Linked DNA regions of Callithrix jacchus: region 2 is linked to region 1. Evidence: chromatin contacts called from public Hi-C data. All regions are on one chromosome and are shown on one strand. The core of a region is the stretch at or near the end of the contact, and the rest is flanking DNA. Distances in the headings are between cores, read along the strand shown.

Region 1 (7,037 bases), core at 3,199-5,698:
TATCCTCCTGCCTCAGGCTCCTGAGTAGCTGGGACTACAGAGACATACCACCATGCCAAGTTAATGTTTGTATCTTTTTGTAGAGATAGTCTCACTATGTTACGTAGGCTGGTCTCAAACTCCTGGTTTCTAGTGATCCCCCCGTGTCAGCCTCCCAAAGTGCTAGGATTTTAGGTGTGAGCCCCAGAATATACCTGGGTTCTTGCAAGGGCCACACTTTCAGAACGATGAAGCATAGGGGCTTTAGAGATCAGGGTCACAGTTTCTGATCCAGGAAGATCTATTAGGTTTCAGGATTTTAAAATTTTGTAGAATATTAAAGCTGCACTGGGTCAGTAATCTGGTAGCTGCCCTATTTATAATTGGGAGACTGAAATCAGAGGGGAAGTGACTTTACTAGTGTCACATAGTGATCTTGGAGGCAGAGAAGATACCAGAATGTTCTTCCTGTTGCCCAGGCTGTGGCTTTGGCTCCCAGGTACCATTTATTTGTTATTTTATTTTTGAGATGGAGTCTCACTCTGTAACCCATACTGGAGTCCATTGGTATGATTTCAGCTCACTGCAACCTCTGCCTCCCAGGTTTAAGCAATTCTCCTGCCTCAGCTACCATGCCCAGCTAATTTTTGTATTGTTAGTAGAGATGGAGTTTCATCATGTTGGCCAGGCTGTTTTCAAATTTCTGACCTCAAGTGATCCGCCGGCCTTGGCCTCCTGAAGTGCTGGGATTACAGGCATGAGCCACTTCACCCAGCCTGTTATGTATTTTTTAACCACAATTAAAAATAAAAAGAAATAAAATAAAATTAAGTTACTGCTATCAGGAAAATATAAAAATAAAATAAATGGCCAGGTGCCATTACAGGATCACACCTGTAATCCTAGCACTTTGGGAGGCCAAGGTGGGCGGATCACAAGGTCAAGAGATCGAGACCATGCTGGTCAACATGGTGAAACCCCATCTCTACTAAAAACACAAACATTAGCTGGGCATGGTGGTACGTGCCTGTAGTCCCAGCTACTCAGGAGGCTGAGGCAGGAGAATCACTTGAACCTGGGAGGCGGAGGTTGCAGTGAGCCAAGATCGAACCACTGCACTCCAGCCTGGTGACAGAGTGAGACTCCATCTCAAAAAAAAAAATCTATATATCTATATATCTATATCTATATACATACATTTTACCATCTTAATCATTTTAAAGTGTACAATTTAGTCATGTTAAGTACATTCACATTGTTGTGCAGCCAATTTCCAAAACTCTTTTCATCTTGTAAAACTGAAACTATACCCATTATCTGTTCTCTCCCCTCTCCCCAGTCACTGGCAACCACTACTCTACTTTCTGTCTCTATGATTTTGACTGCTTTAGGTACATTCATATAAATGAAATCACAGTATTTATCCTTTTGTGACTGGCTTATTTCACTGAGCAGACTGTCCTCAAGGTTCATCCATGTTGTAGCATGGTCAGGATTTCCTTCTTTCCTAAGGCTGAGTAGTATTTCATTGTATGTATATACCATATTTTGTTTATCCATTCATCCATCCACAAACACTTGGGTTGCTTTCACCTTGTGGCTGTGGTGAATAATGCTGTTATGAACATGGGTGTGTACAATTTTCTTCAAGACCCTGCTTTCATTTTTTGGGTATATACCCAGAATTGGAATTGGTACATCACAGTAACTATTTTTAGTTCCTAGACACCATTTTAGTGTCACAGGAAATTTGACAGGCTCCAAGAGGTTTAAGGTCTTGGTGTAAATTGGTAAGAGGCTCTGACTTCCTGTCTCTAAGATTTGTTTGTTGTACCAAATAGATAAGCGCCCATAACCCCGAAGAAATCATATGGTGGTGAAAAGAAATGCTGTAGTCAAGTTTGAAGGAAGTTGTGTTAAACATGCTTTACTTTGTTCTTTTCTTTCATGTTCTCTTAGCCAAATGAATGCACAGGCAGGAGAGCTGGTAGGTAGAAATGATGAACTGTCAGTCTGAGTGATTAATTTGGGCTGCAGACATGTTTTATGTGGCCTATATAAGGTTTTATCCTTTTAAGTGAATTGCTAATATTTTTTAAAAAGGATATGTAATATGAAAGTCCAGATTTCCATCTTCTCTCTCTTTTTAAAATTGAGACAGGGTCTTGCTCTGTTGCCCAGGCTGAAGTACAGTGGTGTGATCATGGCTCACTGCATCCTTGACCTCCTGGATTTGAGCAATCATCCCACCTCAGCCTCCTGAGTAGCTGGGATCACAGACGCCAGGTACCACTCCTGGCTAATTAAAAAAAAAAATTTTTTTTTTTGTAGAGATAGGGTCCCACTATGTTTCCCAGGCTGGTCTTGAACTCATGGGCTTAAGTAATCCACCCACTTTGGCCTCTCAGAGTGCTGGGATTAGAGGTATGAGCCACTGCACCCAGCCCCATCTTCTCTTAATGACACTCCAGCAATACTAGGTCCACCTTTCTGCCTGCTCTCCACAGTCCTCACCACTCCCCATTACTTCCACTTACTTTTCTTAATCATATTACCTACTGCCCACATTGCCATTTGAATTTAAGACCCCTGGCTCAGAGAATAGGTCTAGTAAAACCTAGGTCAGGGGTTCAACTGTTCTGGACAATTTTCCAATGTTCTGGTATTGATTATTAGTTTTTAGTATTTGAGTGTTCAAATGAATTAACTCATGTCATCCAGCTTTTACTGAGCACTTACTGTGTGCAGGGTCCTAGTGTCTATGGCTGGGTCCTAGTGTCACAGAGATGAATGAGGCACAGCCTCTGACCTCTGAAAAGTGGCAATCACTATCTATGGAGGGAAGGGCAGACACGTGTATGGTCCAGTTTTGGCCACAGACTGATTTTGGAGGTGTGGGCAGAGTAAAAGCTTCTAAGGAGAGACATTGAGCTGTATCTGGAAGAATGAGAGACCAGCTACATCAGGAACTGGGAGCTGGGGAGAGTGTTTCAGGCAGAAGCAACCGCAGTTACAAAGGCTGTAAGGTGGCTGAGTCTGACGTCTTTGGGCACTTAAAGCTAGTGTAACAGGAGCTTAATAGAGCCGGGAGAGTGGTAGTAGGTGACGTTGGCCATGTATTTTTATATCGACCGCCTAACCCTTAAGCCAGGCAGCTGTTGGGCAAATCCGTGTTCCCAGTCTTCAAAGGGCTTGCTCAGAACAGGTAGCTGGTTTAGCACTGTCAGTCAGAGGAGGGACTGGGCATAATCCCTTCCCCTGCCTTGATGCCAAGGACAGGGTAGGGCAAAGAGGAGGTTTCAGTCCAGATCTGCTGACAGCACGCTTGAGAACAGGAAGTGCAGGCTTTGTTGAAGGAGGCTTAGGCGTGGCTCTCTGGCGCACTCATTCTCAAGTTGCTGACACCTCCAGCCAGCGACACAGAGAGGTAGCTGGGAGAATGAGATGAAGGGAGGAAGCATTTACAGGCCCCACCAAAAAACCTTAAAGGGCTAGGAGCTTGAGGGGCAGGTAGGAAAACGGGCTGTGAGAGCTAAGGGAGGGCATCCCACTTAGCTTGGAGGGGAGAGGAGGCGTGGTCAGGAAGACAGATGGCACCCTTTGGCTCAGACTCAAAGAATGTGTAGAGGAATTTTAGCTAGAGTGCTTTGGACATTTCATTTTGCTTTCTGACATCATAATTTCCTCTTAAAAAAACTCGCAGGCCCCAGTGGTCCTAGTGGGCCTCCCCCGGGGCGCGTCCTAGCTTCCTTCCCCAACCCTCTTGCAAAAGAGCAGGACCTCCAAGGAGCGCAAGTCCTGCCTGCAGTTCGCCGATTCTCCCACCAGGGGCCGCTGCGCATGGGCGACAAAGAGCGCGGGTTCCTAAGCCGCAGAGAGGCGGAAGCCGATTGGTAGTCAGACGCGGCGGGAAGGCGGGGCCTGGGAACTGGCCGGGAGTTGGGGGGCTGGGAGCTCGTCCCCGGGCCGAGGCGGGCCGGGCTGTTGTCGCCTCAGGTGGCTCCTGGGAGGCTACCGTTGTGTCCCGGGAGTCTGTTCAGACCGGCTCTAGAGCTGAGGCGAGTGGAGCAGCACCACGGCCTGGAGATCGGGGCAGGGCGGCTGCTATCGCTGCCGCCGCCGCCGCCGCCGCAGGCCTGAGTTACCTGAGCAACTGAGGGTCAGGGACCCGCCGGCCGGCGGTTGGCGCGGGAGACTCTGGAGGGTGAAAGGGAGGCTGGGACTTGGTCCTTGGAGCGGGAGGGGGGTCCTGGCAACGACTAGTGCGAGCCCAGGGTCCGAGAGAACCCACCGGGGGCTGGGGACTCCAGGGGGCCGTCACCACCAGTTATTCCGGCATCCAGCCGGGGGTTGGGGCGGGCCCGAGCTTCGCTGGGGGCCGGGCGGCGCGGGGCGGGCCCGCGGGAAAGCACGCCCCCGCCCGCCCCGGGCCCGCCCCGTGCTGCCCGCCCGCCTGCCTGGGAGCCGCTGTCCTGGGCCTGGCCCGTGCGCGTCCGCCTGCTGGACCTGGGCACCGCCAGCCTCCTGGGCACGGGACTGGGCGGGGGCGCTGACCTCGGCCTAGGAGGCCCAGTATCCCGGAGCCGCCCGCGCCCGCGGGACCCTGCGGGTCGCACTCCCTCCCCAGCTTCTGGGGCTCGCCTCCCTTCGGCAGGGCAAGGTCAGGTGCCCCCTTCTCGCCTCGCTTCTCTTCTCTATCCTCCTCCACCAACTCCTGTGCCCGCGGAGACCCCGGCCGTCCCTTCACGCAGGGGTGTAGCGGGCTGCGGAGCTGACAGCGTCCCCGCAGCCACCTTGCCCAAACTGTCCGGAAGCGGCACGAGCTCAGGCCGCCCGCAGCCCCTGCGGACCCACTATTGAACCTGAGGAGCCAGCCCTCCTCCCGCACTCAAACTTGGAGCACTTGACCTTTGGCTGCTGGAGGGGGCCGGCCCGCGGGTAGACAGCTGCGGAGCGGCGAGGGTGCCTTGCCTGGAGACGTCGGCTGCACTCCCGGGCTCCTGACTTTGCCTCTGGGATCCCAAGGTGTCCACATCAGACGCATGTTGACTGAGACCTAGAGTCATGGATATATGCTCCCGTCTTGCCCTGTGGCTCCTCTGGGGACTCCTCCTGCACCAGGGCCAGAGCCTCAGCCATAGTCACAGCGAGAAGGCGACAGGAACCAGCTCGGGGGCCAACTCTGAGGAGTCCACTGCAGCAGGTAAGGCCTTGCTGCGGGCTGGACTGGGCTAGAGTCTTTGGCTCAGAACTGAGTGGCCCGAAGTGGGCAAGTTGAAACCTAGGTTTGTACATGTGAGGTTCATGGAGGATCCACACATGGCACTGCCTGTTCCAAACAGTCCAAGAAGTTCTTTTTGGTTAGGAGTCATGACAAATGTCTCTATCTCTCCCGAACAACTTTCCTCATCCCCGCCAGGATGTTTTTTGTTGGCAGTAAGAGGAAGCCTTTGGGGCACCTTGACCTTTTAGATCAGCAAGGAAAGACCCCATCTCAGGCCTACTTGTCTGGAAGAATGGTCTGGTGAGATGATAAATCCATTGCTCTTAGTTCTAGTACTGAGCAGCATGGGGGAGGTTGGGGCTACTTATGTTGGAAAGGGAAAGTTAAGGCTGGGCCACCCAGTTGCCTGAAAGCCTGGTGTTCAGGTGTGCCTATTCCAACAACCGTGGGAACCCTAGTCCCACCCTTCCCTTAGGTAGTCTTGTCTCTTGGCTGTGCGCATTTAAAATATCCAGGCAGTTCCTTAGATGGAATCCTATTTACCACTGGGGTGTTAAATGGCCTTTTCTTGACATAAGCGTGATATAATTCCTGGGACCACTTGTTGACTTATTCTGTTTTTTTCTGACTGATGAGGGTGGGAATTCCATGCTACAGGTTTGTTTGTTTTTTTTCCCCTAAATCTACTTGCTAGGGAAACCATGCATGCTACATTTGATCTGTCATGGTTTTCCCTGTGCAGTTGTGAAGGCTTATGAGACAGCAGGAGCCTTGGTATACTTTTGCAGTAGAAAGGAACACTTTTATATTTTGTTTTGTTTTTTTTTGAGATAGGATCTTGATCTGTCATCCAAGCTGGAATGCATTAGTGTGATCATAGCTCACTATAGCCTCAAATTCCTGGATTCAAGTGATCCTCTTGCCTCAGTCTCCCAGTAACACTGGCCTGGTGAGATAAGTGTGTTTAGTCCCAGGGGGACTGACTAACATTTTTTTCTATTTTTAATTTTTTGTATAGACAGAGTCTCTCTATGTTGTGCAGGGATCTCTTCCAAAGTGATGGGATTATAGGTGTGAGCTGCTGTACCCATCAAGGAACTGTCTTAAAATCCGGGTATTTTACATAAGGCTTAGAAAATCAGTTCTCTTTTTCCATTTTTCTCATCTTTTTGCTGTGATCCGCCTAAAGCTGTGACCTGCAGAGTGGGGAGAGTTTATAGATGAGTTGTTTCTGAAGGTAAGCAAGTTCAAATGAGGGGATAGTTCAGTGGGCACCTGCTGATACAAGTAAGAAAAGGAAATATAGGTCATGGTCGGTGGGGAGTTTCATGGATGGATCCAGAAGCTGGCTTTGGTGGTAGACCCTTTCTTGGGCAAACCCCTTTTAAGTTCCAGATGTTCCAAGGAGGCTGTTTTCCAAATGAGGCCAGGGGTGCGCATGTGTAAGTAGGATACCTGGCTGTTGCTTTAAAGATACATTCTTCTTGCCTATTAATCCTGTCTCTCTGTAGAGAGTCTCTTTGACCCTTCACACCTGGCTCAAAGCTTGATTCTTATAAGGCTATGAAGGGAAAGACCATTGGGCAAATGTAGATTGAACTGTGAAGTAGACCGAATTATCATTTCTTGCTGTCCCTGTGACATGCCTATTTATGTCTGATAATATGTCTTTTTTCACTCCAAAATATAAGTGCCTGACATGAAATGAATATTTTCTGGGGAGTGGGTGTTCTATATTTTAGACACAAGCTAAAGGGATGAAATTTTGAATTTTAGACATTGGCTGGCTATTAGGAAAGTTTTGTTTTGTTTTGTTTTTTTGCCTGAAGAAAAA
Region 2 (7,037 bases), core at 2,699-5,198, 230 kb after region 1:
CTAGCTTTTGAATTTGTTTGCTCTTACTTCTGTAGTTCTTTTAATTGTGATGTTAGGGTGTTTCATGTTTTCTTTTGTGGGTATCTAGTGCTATAATTTTCCTTCTAAACACTGCTTTAGCTGTGTCCCAGATGTTCTGGAATGTGGTGTCTTTGTTCTCATTGGTTTCAAAGAGCTTAGGTATTTCTGCCTTAATTTTGTTATTTACGCAGTAGTCATTCAGGAACAGGTTGTTCAGTTTCCAGTAGTCATGCAGTTTTGAGTGAGTTTTTTAATCCTGAGTTTTAATTTGATTGCACAGTGGTCTAAGAGACTGTTATGATTTTTGTTATTTTGCATTTGCTGAGAAGTGTTTTACTTTCAATTATTGGTCAATTTTAGAATAAGTGCGATGTGGTGCTGAGAAGAATGTATATTCTGTGGATTTGGGTGGAGGGCTCTGTAGATGTCTATTAGGTCTGCTTGGTCCAGAGTTGAGTTCAAGTCCTAAATATCCTTGTTAATTTTATGTCTCATTGATCTGTCTAATATTGACAGCGTGGTGTTAAAGTCTCCCACTATTACTGTGTGGGAGTCTAAGTCTCTTTGTATGTCTCTAAGAACTTGCTTTATGAATCTGGGTGCTTCTCTATTGGGTGCATATATATTTAGGATGGTGAACTCTTCTTATTGCATTGATCCCATTACCATTATGTAATCCCCTTCTTTGTCTTTTGATCTTTGTTGGTTTAAAGTCTGTTTCGTCAGAGACTAGAATTGTAACCTCTGCCTTTTTTTTTTTTTTGCTTTTCATTTGCTTGGTATGTATTCTTCCATCCCTTTATTTTGAGCCTGTGTGTGTCTTTGCAAATGAGATGGGTCTTCTGAATACAGTACACCAGTGGGTCTTGACCATTTATCCAATTTCCCAGTCAGTGTCTTTTAATTGGAGTATCTAGCCCATTTACATTTAAGGTTACTATTGTTAAGTGTAAATTCGATCCTGTCATTATGATGCTAGCTGGTTATTTTGTCCATTAGTTGATGCAGTTTCTTCATAATGTCGATGGTCTTTACAATTTGGTATGTTTTTGCAGTGGCTGGTACCAGTTGTTCCTTTCCATGTTTAGTGCTTCTTTCAGGAGCTCTTGTAAGGCAGGCCTGGTGGTGACAAAATCTCTCAGCATTTGCTTTTCTGTAAAGGATTTTATTTCTCCTTCACTTATAAAGCTTAGTTTGGCTGGATATAAAATTCTGGATTCAAAATTCTTTTCTTTAGGAATGCTGAATATTGGCCCCCACTCTCTTGTAGCTTATAAGGTTTCTGCTGGGAGATCCGCTGTTAGTCTGATGGGCTTCCCTTTGTGGGTAACCCAACCTTTCTCTCTGGCTGGCCCTTAACATTTTTCCCTTCATTTCAACTTTGGTGAATCTGCCGATTATGTGTCTTGGGGTTGCTCTTCTCAAGGAGTATCTTTGTAGTGTCCTCTGTATTTCCTGAATGTGAATGTTGGCCTGTCTTGTTAGGTTGGGGAAGTTCTCCTGAATAATATTTTAAAGAGTGTTTTCCAACTTGGTTCCATTCTCCCCGACACTTTCACACCAGTGAAATGTAGGTTTGGTCTTTTCTTTCCTTCTTTCTTTCTTTTTTTTTTTTTTTTGAGACAGAGTCTTGTTCTGTCGTACAGGCTAGAGTTCAATTGTGCAATCTTGGCCTATTGCAACCTCCGCCTCCTGGGTTCAAGCAATTCTCCTGCCTCAGCCTCCTGAGTAGCTGTGATTACAGTTGCCTGCCACAATGCCCAGCTAATTTTTGTATTTTTAGTAGAGACAGTGTTTTACCATGTTGGCCAGACTGGTCTCGAACTTCTGACCTCAGGTGATTCCCCCCACCTCAGCCTCCCAAAGTGCTGGGATTATAGCTGTATGCCACCATGCCCGGCTCACATCCACATTCTTAATTATCTCCTGGTATGTCCATCTGAATATTTCTAAGACACCTCACAGTGCTGTCATTTATACCTACACATTCAGTCTTGTTAGTAATCACCCGTTCTGTCTCTTTAGTAATTCTGTGGTATTGCATTTTACAGCTGAGGAAGCTGAGGTCTAGATAGGGGAAGCAAATTTCATAACCAATTGGGACAGAGGCAAGCATAGAATCAGGCTTCCTAATACTTAGTGTGGGATACTTCCCTTGATAGCACAAGAATTTCTGTACACAGACCTTATGTTTAATCTTAAGGCCTGATTATTTGGCCTTTGGGTCTTCACTGCTCTGACTGCAATGCCACTATCAGTTTACAGGATATTGTGTGGGGGAAAACTCAGGTCCTGGAACTCTTAGTGTCAAGAGTTCCAAGAATCTAGCTTGAGCTAGATCAGGGCCATATAGACATCTCCACTGTAAGACATGTTTGCTTGTAACAAAACAGAAACAATATTTGCTGTGTGAATATGAAAGTTGTAATGAGGAAGTGTGGTGTAGCAGAAAGACAATGTAGTTGGGTAAATCTGGATTTAAACCCAGCTGTGTCACTTTTTATGAACTCTAGCAAGTCAGTATCCCTTACAGAATCTCAGTTTTTTGGTCTACAGAATGGGAATACTAATAACCTATTTTACCTAGTAGTTGTGAGGATAAGAAATGATGAATATAAATTCCTGATAGGTTTTATATTTTCTCTATTTCCCTTCCTTTTTTGTATGGATTAAGGGAAGGGAGATATTATTGTACTTGAAGCTTGTTAGTAAAGAATCAATCCTTCTAAGATTTATTGAATGACTTCTGTATGCTGGTTGATGTTATACACTGTGCACTGGCATATATAGTCCAGTGATGATCACTAGGAACCTTAAAGAGTAAATCAACCATGTTAGACGCATCTTCTTCCTACCAGGCTTGGTAGCTCATGGATGTGGCCTGTAATATTTCTGGACTTTAGCTATGCATTTGACAAGGCAGAGGATTGGATAGGATGGATATTTGTATATTTAAGTAGAGTCAAAACTGGTTGGAGGAATCCAGTGGGTACTGATAGGTGATAGAAACAATATTACCTTAGAGGGAGGGACTCACTGTTAGACCTTATCCTTGGCCTTGGTTATTCAGTATTCTTATTCATGACTTGGATGAGAATATGAAGCTGGGAAAAATAATAGATCTGATTCCAAATTGACCTGGATAAGGTAGAATAAGAAACCAAATGAAATTACTGGGCCCAATTTGCATGCCCACCTTAAGTACTCTGAAGTATTGGAATAGGGGAAGGTGCTTGTTGCATGGAGTCTTGTTTGAACAAGGATACCGTTGACTTTTGGTAAGAATATAAAGGGGATATTGAAGTTGAGAAACCCTAGGAAACAAAGATTAAAAGTCCTTAACAAATAGGGGAGACGAAGAGTACCCCAGGCTCTGGTAGTGGTTGTGGAGGAGGCAGGTATGTTCTAGAAAGGAAGGCAACTCACTGTGCTGCAGAAATATCTCCTCTTGGAACCTGAAAGACAGGAGAGTGAGGGCTTGAGTATGGCTAGACTTGTAGCCTGCCTGGAGGCTAGGGGATAGCCACTAGAGGACCCTCAGTTTTCTTTCAGAGAGCCTGGAATAAACATATGAGTGACATGGCCACCACTCTGACCTAGTAACTCCCCTCCCTTGAGTGGAAATAGGATGTGTTAATCTGTCTTTGGTCCCATCTCATCCTCATTTTCTGCTGTTTAGCCTTTCTGTAAGGAGCTATAATATTAACTCTTTTTGTCAAATATGGGCATCAGTATCATATGGTTTCTTTTTCTGGTGTCTTGACCCTCCCTTAACTTGGTGGCTCTACCTGGGTCCTTTTGGATTTCCACCGGCCCCATATCCTTACTCTGTCCAAGGATCATGCCAGTCTTACCTCCTCCTTAGCTGTCTAAGGGCAACTTACTGTACACAGTTATGTCATTAGCCCTGGCAAAAACTCTTTTTTTCCTCTTTCCCTGACTCTCACATCTAGGGCTCCTCTGAGCCCACAGCACGACCTAGACAGAGAATTTCTGTCTCCTGACAGCCGTCTCCTTATAATGCCCCTTTCAAGTCTCTTGTGCTGTGGCACAGAGCCCAGATCTGGTACACCAGGAACAATGTTAGTTTCAGAAGTGCCTCTGTCCTGACTGGCTAAGTTTTTAGGATATGGCTTTTGCTTTTTATCTTTTGGTGTCTTTTTTTTGTTTAGCATTTAAGTTTTGCTCTGGACACTGGGCGTTCTTTGAATCCCAACTGATGGCTGGGGCCCTTGTGCTTCACTGAATTGCTACCAGGTGTTCTCTGGAAATAGCACTGGCCCTCAATTGTTGATAGGTATAATGTCTCATCATACCAATCTCTTGATGCTATCCTGTTCTACCTAGTCTCTGGATTTTACAATAGCCTAGAAATGTTCTCCATTGGTTGAGACTTCTGGACCTTTCCCTGATCTGTGCCAAGAATGGCCTGGTAGTCCAGGAGACCTAGTTCCTATAGTGATTTCAGTCCTATAGCCAGACCTGAGGCTCTGGTGACGTTGCTTTATATCCTTTATACCAGCCATCTCCATTTACCTGCTGTAGCACTTAAGAATTGCCTACCCTGTAGGACGGAAGACACTACATCTGGGCATATGGGCTCATCCTAGCCGAGAGATGGCTGAGGTATATTGAGAAGGCACTGGTTCTCTCGTCTTCACTGCATCTTATGGAAGTGTGATTTAATAAGCATTTCGTATTGCTATAAGGCTTCTCATTTCTAAACAAAGCCTTGGCTAGCAGAGAGACAGACACAGAGCTTACTATAATAGTGTATGGCAAGTATGTGTCTAAGAAGAGAAACTAAATCCTCCTCAGTGGGAAAGTGTGTCTGTCATGGAGGGCTTCATAGAGGAGGGATGCAGTGGAGTTTGCAAGGCTAAGTGTGCAGTGGGCACCCTGACTCACCATGTCCTCCCCTCTCTGGCAGTGACCCGCCATAATCACCTCAAGGACTTTATGCTGGTGGTGTCTATCGTTATTGGTGTGGGCGGCTGCTGGTTTGCCTATATCCAGAACCGCTACTCCAAGGAGCACATGAAGAAGATGATGAAAGACTTGGAGGGGTTACACCGAGCTGAGCAGAGTCTGCATGACCTTCAGGAAAGGTAAGGCCCTGCCCCTCCAGGAAAGGTAAGGCCCTGCCATCTCTTGGGAACCTCCCATTTCCACCTGGGTATTAGCCACTCGGACCCTGAGACCTTGCCAACATGGCAGCCCAGGCTGTGTCATCCTTCCAAAAGTGTATTGCAACTCTAGGGTGATATTCCAATTATCCTGGGCAGTTATTCCTCCTGGGAAGAAGCTTGTTTCTATCTTTTTTGCTTCTTAGCTTCAGAGGGAGGAATGTGTAGCTGCCAGAGGTCTTGAGCTTCCCATCATTTGTTAGGAGGTCATTCTAACTTCATCCTGTCTCTGGACTGCTTCTCTTAGCATATAAATAGATATAATTAATTGTTCTTTACTGTTCCCCAAAGAAACTTCACAGACCTTCCTTCTTACTGTCCTTAGTTCTTTCTTACATGGAATCTAAATCTGATCAACACTGACTTGCTGTATGACTTTGGTTAAATCTCTTTCCCTCCCAGGACTTATGTCCTCATTGGTAATATGAAGGGATTGACCTAGGAGAATGCTAAACTCTCCTTGGAGAACACTTCTAACTCAGATGGTCTGGGATTCCGTTGAAATAAAATATGACTTCAAAACTATGGCGGAAGATTTGGCTGTGAAAAGAGTGCCAGTCAGTCAGTCAGTCAGTCAGTCAGTCAGTCAGTGTGCTTCCTGACATCTAGGAACCAGTTTTATGATGGCAGTTGTAAGAAATTCACTGTTCCTGGGCCGGGCGCAGTGGCACACACCTGTAATCCCAGCACTTTGTGAGCCCGAGGCGGGCGGATCACGAGGTCAAAAGATCGAGACCCTCCTGGCCAACATGGTGAAAACCCATCTCTACTAAAAATACAAAAATTAGCTGGGCGTGGTGGTGTGCACCTGTAGTCCCAGCTACTTGGGAGGCTGAGGCAGGGGAATAGCTTGAACCCGGGAGGCGGATGTTGCAGTGAGCCGAGATCACACCACTGCACTCCAGCCTGGTGACAGAGTAAGACTCCATCTCAAAAAAAAAAAAGGGTGGGGGGAAGAAATTCACTGTTCATGAGGAAACAAAATTTACACACCCACAAGAAGCAGCTGTGAGAGCACACTTAATACAGACTCAGTTCCAGACTCAGCTAATAGGATAAGAACTCTAATGACTAGAAAGACAAAGAGGTGGATGAGTGGATGTGGGACTCTGAGGAGGTGGCCTTGAAAGATGGGTGGGGAGGTCCTGGGTGTTAAGATTGAGTGTAAAGGGTGGGGCCAGATCCCTGGGACCTTAAGATGCATGTGAGGAAGTTAGTTTGATGCAGAAAGCAAATCAGGTTTTTTTGGTGTTTGTTTTCAAGAAGAGGAGAGACTTATTCAGGATTGTCTTTTAGAAAAATTCTGGAAGCATAGGGACTCTAGTTGGGAAGTCTTTGCAGGAATCCATGTAAAAGGAAATGAAGTCTTGTCTTTGCATTTATTTCTATTTATTATTATTTTTTTGATTCAAGATCTTGCTCTGTTGCCCAGGCTGAAGTTCAATATCATGAATATAGCTCACTGTAGCCTCAGCCTCCTGGGGTCAAGAGATCCTCCTACTTTAACCTCCTTTATAGATGGAACCACAGGTGCATGTCACCATGCCCGGCTAATTTTTAAAAATTTTTTTGTAGATATGGGTCTTGCTGTGTTGCCCAGGTTTTTCCTGAACTTCTGATTCAAGAGGTCTACCTCAGCCTCCCAAAGTGCTGGGAATACAGGCCTGAGCCACTGTGCCCAGTCATTGTGTTATTTTTAAATGATAGACACTATTTTCTTTGGAGGGGTGGGAAAAGACTTCTTGTGAGTCAGGTATTAAATACTTAAAAGCATTATTGCTTTTAATCACTACAGCTCTTTGAAGTAGGTACTATTAGAGTTGAGGAAAT

The links. A called contact is a pair of places that touch in the nucleus more often than the background predicts.
Region 2: a contact with region 1 is called in a Hi-C map of skeletal muscle, with 11 times the contacts expected there. The contact joins the enhancer-like site here to the promoter of STIM1 in region 1. A contact is called at or near these places in 3 of 3 Hi-C or Micro-C datasets (induced pluripotent stem cells and skeletal muscle).

Annotation. Positions count from the first base shown.
Region 1 is chr10:69,280,026-69,287,062 of calJac240_pri, forward strand. STIM1 (stromal interaction molecule 1) reads left to right here and starts at 4,449. Exons shown (of 14, transcript XM_078340350.1): 1 at 4,449-5,182.
Region 2 is chr10:69,510,288-69,517,324 of calJac240_pri, forward strand. It overlaps STIM1 (stromal interaction molecule 1), which reads left to right. Exons shown (of 14, transcript XM_078340350.1): 7 at 4,952-5,129. Among named protein-coding and RNA genes, the nearest start is that of RRM1, 30 kb to the right of the region's middle. Within about 2 kb of position 3,949, at least 3 of the 16 cell types and tissues checked have an H3K27ac peak or open chromatin away from gene starts, as enhancers often do. A contact at or near this core is called in skeletal muscle, where this site is marked.